2 separate regions of the Mus musculus genome follow, and region 1 is linked to region 2. Evidence: chromatin contacts called from public Hi-C data. All regions are on one chromosome and are shown on one strand. Each heading gives the region's core, a stretch centred on a gene start, on an enhancer-like site or on the middle of the called end of the contact. The rest is flanking DNA. Distances are from core to core; before and after follow the strand shown.

Region 1 (3,913 bases), core at 682-3,181, 760 kb after region 2:
CAAGACCTCCGGGGAGTCCCTTGAAAGGAATGATTTCTTTACAAGTCCTCAAGTCAAGTGGTTTAAGTTGTACTGTTCTGGGTGATGGGGAAGTCCAATAATGGCATGCCTGCGTGTCCCGAGTCTATTGCTGTAACCAGAAATTTCTTGCCGTCCATGTTTCTGGGTGGGGTTGATTGTCAGGGAATTTCTAGCAGTATTTAAATCCATAGGGCCCAGGAAACAGCTCCCAAACTTTATTTTATGATAATCATTTTAAAGCTTCCTCTACTCATTTACTTCTGACACGGCTCCCTAACCCCTGCCTCTGAAAAAAAAAAAAAAAAAAAAAAAATCATAAAATTGTAGGGAAAGAAATCCGTGCTCATACAGAAAAGAGGCTTTTGTTATCTACACAAATAGCTGGCCAGACATTCATTCACACTTTAGTTGGAACAAGGGACATTTCTCTGATAAGTGCACGAGACAACGAGCACCTAGGTAGGTACTGGCCCAGACTAAACTCCCCTGTCATTGTGACAACTAAAATTACCCTCCTGAGAATCTAGAATGCCCTGGGAGGGGGAGGGCAGCTTCTCCACGGATGAACCACTCACTGATTACTAGGAGTTGATCCGACAGCCCCAGAGAAGCTCTTCTGCCTCTTAACTGGATTAGCTTTGTTGTGGAAAGGGGTCCAAGCTAGAACTGGAGCCAAAGGGCTTTGGAATTCAGTTCAGTGTAGCCTTGGACTTTGACTGCGGACACATCAACAAGTCAGGACTGTGCACTGCTGCCTAGGAAGCTCATTTCCTGAATCCTGACTGTTCTTCCATTTCAGTCTGTGAGCCGTTGACGAGTGTCCCACCCCTCAGGTTCCTGTGCCGTTTCTTGTCACTGCTGTCCCCTTTCTTCCCTCCCAGCAACTATTACAGCCTAATTTTTGTACCAGTAGGTTTATCCATGATTTCAGTGCCTTGTTTGAAGCACCAGTTAGCTAATCTCATGCCTTGCTAAATAGCTGGGCCTCTTTTCTCAGCTTCCTGATAGTGCTTAGTAGACACCATCTGTATTGCAAGTCCTGCCTAAGCTGTATGAATGATGCACAATTTGAAGCAGGAAAGTGAAGATGGTCTCTTAGACAGCAGGTTCTACCCTCTAGGTTCTCTACGCAGAGTGTTCAAACAGTGGTTCTCAACTTATGGGTCTCGACCCCTTTGTCGGGTAAACAATCCTTTTCACAGGAGTCAGATATCCTGCATAACAGGTATTTACATTATGATTAATAGTAGTAGCAAAATCACAGTTATGAAGTAGCAAGAAAAAAATAATTTTATGTCTGGGGGGGTCACTACAACATGAGGAACTGTGTTAAAGCGGTTAAGCTTTACGAAGGTTGAGAGACACTGTGTTAAAGCTTGCATTATCTCCTCTTTTCCACTGTTGGTGGCTCTGTGGCCTCTGAGGCGTCCCTGATCACCCTCCAGGGGATTAGGGCCTTTCAGCTGACTCACCTTGGAGGCCTTTGTGGAAAGCTTAGGGGGTTTTGCTTGCTCAGCATGCCCTGAGCTCCACAAGCCCAGGATTTCACCAGGGCTCTGGCCATCCCTCCCTTTTGTTTTGTGTTCTGATTTTGCTGCTCTCTCCCCCCACCTTTTTTTCCTTACTCAGTTAAAACAAGCATAGTTGTCTAGAAATTTCTCTCCATTTGTTCATGGATGGGGGTAGCAGGATTGGGAGTGACCATGTCATTAATGATTAATCAAACAGAGATCTCTCCAGAGATACCTTTTGTCACGGATCTAATTCTCCTGACCTTGTGGAAGCAACCAGTGCCTGAGAAGCTGGGTTCCACCTGGATGCAAAAACAGCTCAGCACAATGGCTGAGTGGCAGGCGGAATGCTGCAAAAGCCACTTGCAGCTTAGCAACTAGGAGAATGGGGACTCAGTTAAGCAGTACACAGGGGGGATGGAAAGCTTCGCCCTCCTCGCACTGCTATTCTGTGAGAATCCTCAGAGGAACAAAGCACCATCTTGAAACTCAATTAAGAGAGCAATAGGTTTGGGGGAAGGGCTGTGAGGGAGGTTTCCAGAGGAGTACCACCCATGACACTGAATAATGTCACAAGCCAGTCCCTGAAGTTCACTGACGGGATGGAAAGTGACAGAAATCCGAGTCCTGTGGATGTGTTTGGGGTTTTCTTTTTGGAGACAATATAAAGAAGCGACAGATGTTCTGGATAGAAGGTGAGATAGCAGCGCTTGAAGTGTCTCCAAATGCCACTTGAGATGTGGAAGGGGGGATTTGCAACCCTTCCCAGTATTTGTGAGGTGGAGAATGAAGAACGTGTGGATCTTGGGTTGTGTTATAGACCTGTCAGATAAGAGGGAAAGGGCTATAGACACATGCTTGAAACCAGGCCCTTCCTGGTCTTGCTGAACTAGTATAAAGAAGGGGAGGTACAGTGCTCCTCCAGGAGCCCTGGATCCTCCCGCCTTGGCCAAGTGTCCTGGGGCCTCCCGTATGGCTCTGTTTAAACAAGTAGGCTGGCAGGATGAACAACAGCAACAACAACAAAAATGCATGGAGGGCTTTTAATGGAGGGTTTTGTTTTTGTTTTGTTTTGTTTTGTTTTTTAAGACAGAGCCTCTCTAGGTAGCCCTGGCTGCCCTGAAACTTGCTATGTAGACTAAGCTGGCTTGTGAACTCACAGAGATTTACCTGCCTCTGCCTCCTAAGTGCTGAGTTAAAAGGTGTGTACAACCACACTTAACTTGGTGGAGGTTTTTATTGCTCCATCCTTTTTAGCCTGGGATGAGGCGGCAGTGGGGTCATCTTTCTCCCTACACTTGGTCCTAGCTTTGTACCTTCTTTCCACGATAAATTCCCTCTGGTGAAGTCTCCAAAGGCCCAAATGATCTACCAGGAGGCTGTCCCTTTGCAAAAGCCACGTATTCAGGACTCTGGGACCTCTCTGCAGCCTTGGAAATGAGAGATGTGTGTGCTTTTTTTCTTGCATAGCAAGAGACCTGCCCATCTGCCTCTGCCCCTGGTGACCTAGGATGAGTTTGGTCTTTCCGTGGGGGAAGAACACCTTTGGACTGCATTCTATCTATTTTGAAATACTGACCTTTGACTCTGAGGTTTCCCCTAAGGGAATTTTTAATGTGTGGAACTTGACTCTGTAAAATCCTGTGTATCTGTGTTGCTCTCATATGTTCTGTCTTACTGTTCCATAAAAGGATAAGAACCCCAAGTCTAAAGCATAGCCAGTTTGAGCTGGGCATGGCAGCCTGTAATTCCAGCACTTGGGACAGTTCAATGTCAGTCTCAGCCACAAGACAGGCTCCTGTCTCAAAAAAAAAAAAAAGTCTTCATTTTCCCGAATTCCAGCTATAAATCGAGCAACAAAACAAGATCATACAACTTCCTTGCTGCAGTTCAGCTTCTGAGGAATCCTCCTGATACACCTCAGCTAAATCCACCTACAGAACAGGAGTTTTGCCCATTGTTCGAGAACAAATACAAAAGCCACTGTGTACAGGAAAAGATGCTCCACGCCATCATGGAGAAAGGCGAGTTAAAGCCTCAATATGAGACCGGTCCCTCAGTGCCGCAGCGGCAATGTTCCACCCTTACAGGGTCAAGCTCCATTTTAAAAGCCTGGTGATGCTGAGTACTGAGAATGAGTGGACTCATGCTTTACAGGGGGCGGAGTCGTGGATAAAAATGGGAGTACAAAGAGATGTGGCCACTTAAGATTGCACTTTGACATTCACATGTAATTATGCATATAATTATACATTATCTATGGTTAAATACACATAAGCATATACTCATATCCATAAATATATACAATCAACAATACATTTCTCCTACATCCTGACATTAATTCTATTCCCTGGTATGTATGTGAGAAAACCATTTGACTA
Region 2 (3,774 bases), core at 519-3,018:
GACAGCGGGCTATACAGAGAAACCCTGTCTCAAAAAACCAAAAAAAAAAAAAAAAAAAAAAGAAAAGAAAAAAGAAAAAAGAAAGAAAGAAAGAAAGAAAGAAAGCAAGCAAGGAAGCTGGAGAAAAAGAGGGAGGGAGGGAGGGATGAAGAGAGAGAGAGAAAAACAGACAGACAGACAGACAGACAGTCAGACAGACAAGAGAGAGAAGAGACACAGAGCCTGACCAGCTAGGGCCTTGACAGCCTAGAAATGATTATAGCAGCTACCATTTGTGCTGCGCTTCTGGGCCAGGGACAGCATGTTCTGAACAGTTCCACGAATTCCTCCCTTCAACTCATGGCAGCCTTGTGAGACAGGTGCTGTTCTTATCAGCACTTTATCAGTGGGGAGTTAATCTGCTCGCCGGCAGCCATCTAATGAAGTAGCAGAGCTGAGACAGAAGCCCAGGGCTCACAGGGAGAACCTCACAAATCACTCTAAAAGTTATGGGGTGACAGAGAGTTTTATGCAGGAGAGTGACAGTCAGATTTACATCTTAAGACGATCATTCCATGACATGGGGGTATAGATGAGAGAGAGAGGAACACCAAGGTCAGGGGGCCAGGTGCAGTGGCCCACCTCCGAGGCCATGCCAGCTCGATCATGTGCAGTGGTGGTCTGAGAAGAAGGAGAGGTTTAAGGAGGCCCTTTCACGGGAGCCAGGGAGTGGCTGGATTTTGCTGTTGTTTTTGTTTTGTTTTGTTTTCTGTTTGTTTAAGCGACACTGGAGCTCATACCAGGGCCTCATGCATGCTAAGCCGGCACTAACCACTGGGCTATACCTATGGCCCCCAAACTCGGATGGATGCCCCTAAACTTGGGCTCTGGGCTTGGGAAGTAGAGCGGGCAGGGACTTTTGTTGCTGTTGATGCAGGTGCCAGGGTCCTGTCCCTGTGTGTGCTTGCTAGTGGCTACTTAGGACAGAATAAATCCAACTTCTGACTTTTCTTCCAATCAGAATCTTAAATGGAGGTGGCAGGGCTTTGGGATGTGAATAGACCTGAGAGATGTGGTTATGGGAAGAAGAAGCTCCTGCAGGGGTAGAATTGGGGTACCCTGGGGTGTGTACCTGCTGCTGCTCAGACCAGTGTGCCTTCATTCGGCACATTCTGACTCTCCAGGGAATCTTTGTGCCGTCCCTCCCCAGAGACCTCTCCCATCCTTAGACGAGGTCTCCTTGTGGCACAAACAGACATTAAAGTACACACTCCAAGGATTTACCACCCAAACCGGAAACACCTTACTCGTTAGATCAAATTTGTGTTTCCTGCCTGTCTATGCCCAGTGTAAGGGAGGGTTTGGTTCCTCTATAAGGCAATGGTTTTGCAGATTATAGTTATATAGGTATATAGCCTATAGTTTACAGCCCACATTAAATCAAAGTGCTGGTATTGAGAGTAGTTTCTGGAATGCTCCGTGATTTCTGGTTAGTAGTATTTATTTAACAGTTCAGTGACAAGGGGTGCAGCGGCTTGGTTACTCGGCTACCGTCTGCCAGTCATTCTGGTTTTCTTTCCTACAGTGCCTGGCAGGCCTTTAGTTACACGCCCCTTCCCTTCTCCCCATGGGCAAAGCTGGGCACTGCTGAGGCTAGGGGCAGGGCCAAGTGCTTCACAAGGGCTGGCATTCTGTATTTCTGAGTCTTGTGGTGGGGGGGGGTGGAATCCGTGAACCCCACTAGCATCCCTCTACAGCTGACGGTGCCGCTCCTAACGGCTGCCGACACCCAACAGCTGACCCGATTCCCTGAATCGGTCCCTGTAAACAGTGCAGCTCTACAAGAGGGAGGTTTCCGGGCAGAATACTTAATTAGGGCTTAATTAAGACAACTGGAGTAACCCTTTGACCTGAAACTTGCACGGGGTCCTGATTGGCAGATGGCACCTGGCACTCTTGGCTGTCTGACAGCAATCAGGCCTCAAGCAGAAATGAGCCCATGCTGGCCCTGAAGGAGGTGCTTCTTAGACTCCTCATCAGAATGTGTTCTGCTGCACCCTTTTTCTTAAGGACCCCACACTCTGAACTGTATTGGCTAAGAGTGTGTTTCACCTTCTCCAGAACAGAAGGACTTCTAAGGCAGGGGCCATGACTAGGTAACCTGGGTCCCCACTATCATACCCAGCATGGGTGAAAGAGTGGCTAGACATTGGTGGGACGGTCACACTGGCTTAGAGGCCTCCCCCCTTCAGCTAGAGATGGTTGAAAACTAGAGTCTGAACCCCAGGGTGTGGACTCAAAAATAAAGAGTTAAAGCTATGGCCAGTACCTCATCTGTGGGAAGGTATGGACTTCAGACAAGGAACCTCGGGGTAGAACAAAACCTTGGTGTCACAGGCCATGGGTCACAGGCCTGAAAAGCATGCCTTGGGCCTGGCTCTGGAAGCCATTGTTGATATACTGTGCTGTGATTGTGGCTGGCTTTGATCTGGTAGGACTGGGAGCCCACCCCACTTCCTAGACAGACCCCTGGAGTCACAGCTCAGTCCACTAGAGTGATGAGCCACTGCTCTGGGAGCCCTCAGTCTAAATTTCCCAAGCAGTTGTGGATTTTGGTTTTGGCGCTCATGGTATCAGATGTGCCCAGAGGGTTTTGGAAATTTGCTGGTGCCCCAGTGACATGATAAATCATTTCACGGTAAAAACTCAGATCTAGATCTTAGTCCACGTGCTACAATATGGTCAGATTTTTCCCAGGTGGTGGTCAATAGTTTTTCTACTAATGAGAATGAAGATATTCATACTAACCAATGTGTCTGTGGAAAAGGAAAAGAATCTTTCTACTGAGTGCCTGGGACACCAGACACCACAGGCTCTAAAGACCTCTGTGCTCAGACGGTCCCTGCAGACGTTCAGCCCTGCTCCTGGGCACTTGTGCACCCGCATAGCATTGAGCATCCCCAGTGGTGGTGCTAACCTAGAGTCCATCTGTGGAGTCCATACAGGATGGGGTTTGTTCCCTCCCTTGTACATACATCTGACCTAGTCAGTTGCATACTTCTTGAAATAGTAAAATGCTCAACATAAAATCTACTTTTTATTTTTGGGAGTCGGTTCTCTCCTCCCACCATGTGAATCCCAAGGGTCAAACTCGTGCTTCTGGTTTGGTGGCAGGTGCCGTTAGCTGCTGAGCCATCTCCAGCCCTAGCCATTTCAGTGTATACAGTTGGTGGCGTTTAGATAGACTTGTACTGTTATATAATCATTACTGCTGTCTACTTTAAAGTGTTCATCATCCCCACATAATCCCATTAAGCAGCACTTTTCAGTCCCTCCTTCCTGCCAGGCCCTGGCAGCCACCAGTTTGCTTCCTGTCTCTACGTAGCCTTGCCAACTCTGGACATTAAATATAAATGGGAACCTATGGTATTTTGTCTTTGTGCCTAGCTTCTTTCAATCCACGTGTCTTTAAGATGTATCCACGTTGTAAGCCCGCAGCATTACTTCATCCTGTTTAGCGGCTGAATCCTATCCCGTTGTATGGCCGTGCCATGATCAGTTTTTCCATTTGATCACTGAGGCCCTTTGGGGTTGCTTCTGCCATTTGGCTATCATAAATAATTATAAATATTGCTCCTTGGACATTACCGTACAGGCTTTCATTTGAATATTGGTTTTCAGTTCTTTGAGGAGGGGACTCTCCGAATCAGTATTGTTTTAGTAAACAACTTCTTGAGAACGCTGCAAACTGTTGCCATAGTCTTTGAACCCCATGCTTCTCTGGTTGCTCTCCAG

The links. Hi-C and Micro-C count contacts between places; a contact is called where the count stands out from the background.
Region 1: a Hi-C map of rod photoreceptor shows a contact between it and region 2, with 2.8 times the contacts expected there. The contact joins two enhancer-like sites. A contact is called at or near these places in 2 of 39 promoter capture datasets (the C10 cell line and embryonic stem cells), 1 of 484 Hi-C or Micro-C datasets (rod photoreceptor) and 1 of 115 datasets of contacts at active chromatin or transcription factors (extraembryonic endoderm stem cells).

What each region holds. Positions count from the first base shown.
Region 1 is chr4:45,966,175-45,970,087 of GRCm38.p6, forward strand. It overlaps a transcript of Tdrd7 not described here. Among named protein-coding and RNA genes, the nearest start is that of Tdrd7, 4.2 kb to the right of the region's middle. Within about 2 kb of position 1,932, at least 14 of the 459 cell types and tissues checked have an H3K27ac peak or open chromatin away from gene starts, as enhancers often do. A contact at or near this core is called in rod photoreceptor, where this site is marked.
Region 2 is chr4:45,207,318-45,211,091 of GRCm38.p6, forward strand. All of the region lies in intron 1 of Frmpd1 (FERM and PDZ domain containing 1), which reads left to right. Among named protein-coding and RNA genes, the nearest start is that of Frmpd1, 24 kb to the left of the region's middle. Within about 2 kb of position 1,769, at least 46 of the 459 cell types and tissues checked have an H3K27ac peak or open chromatin away from gene starts, as enhancers often do. A contact at or near this core is called in rod photoreceptor, where this site is marked.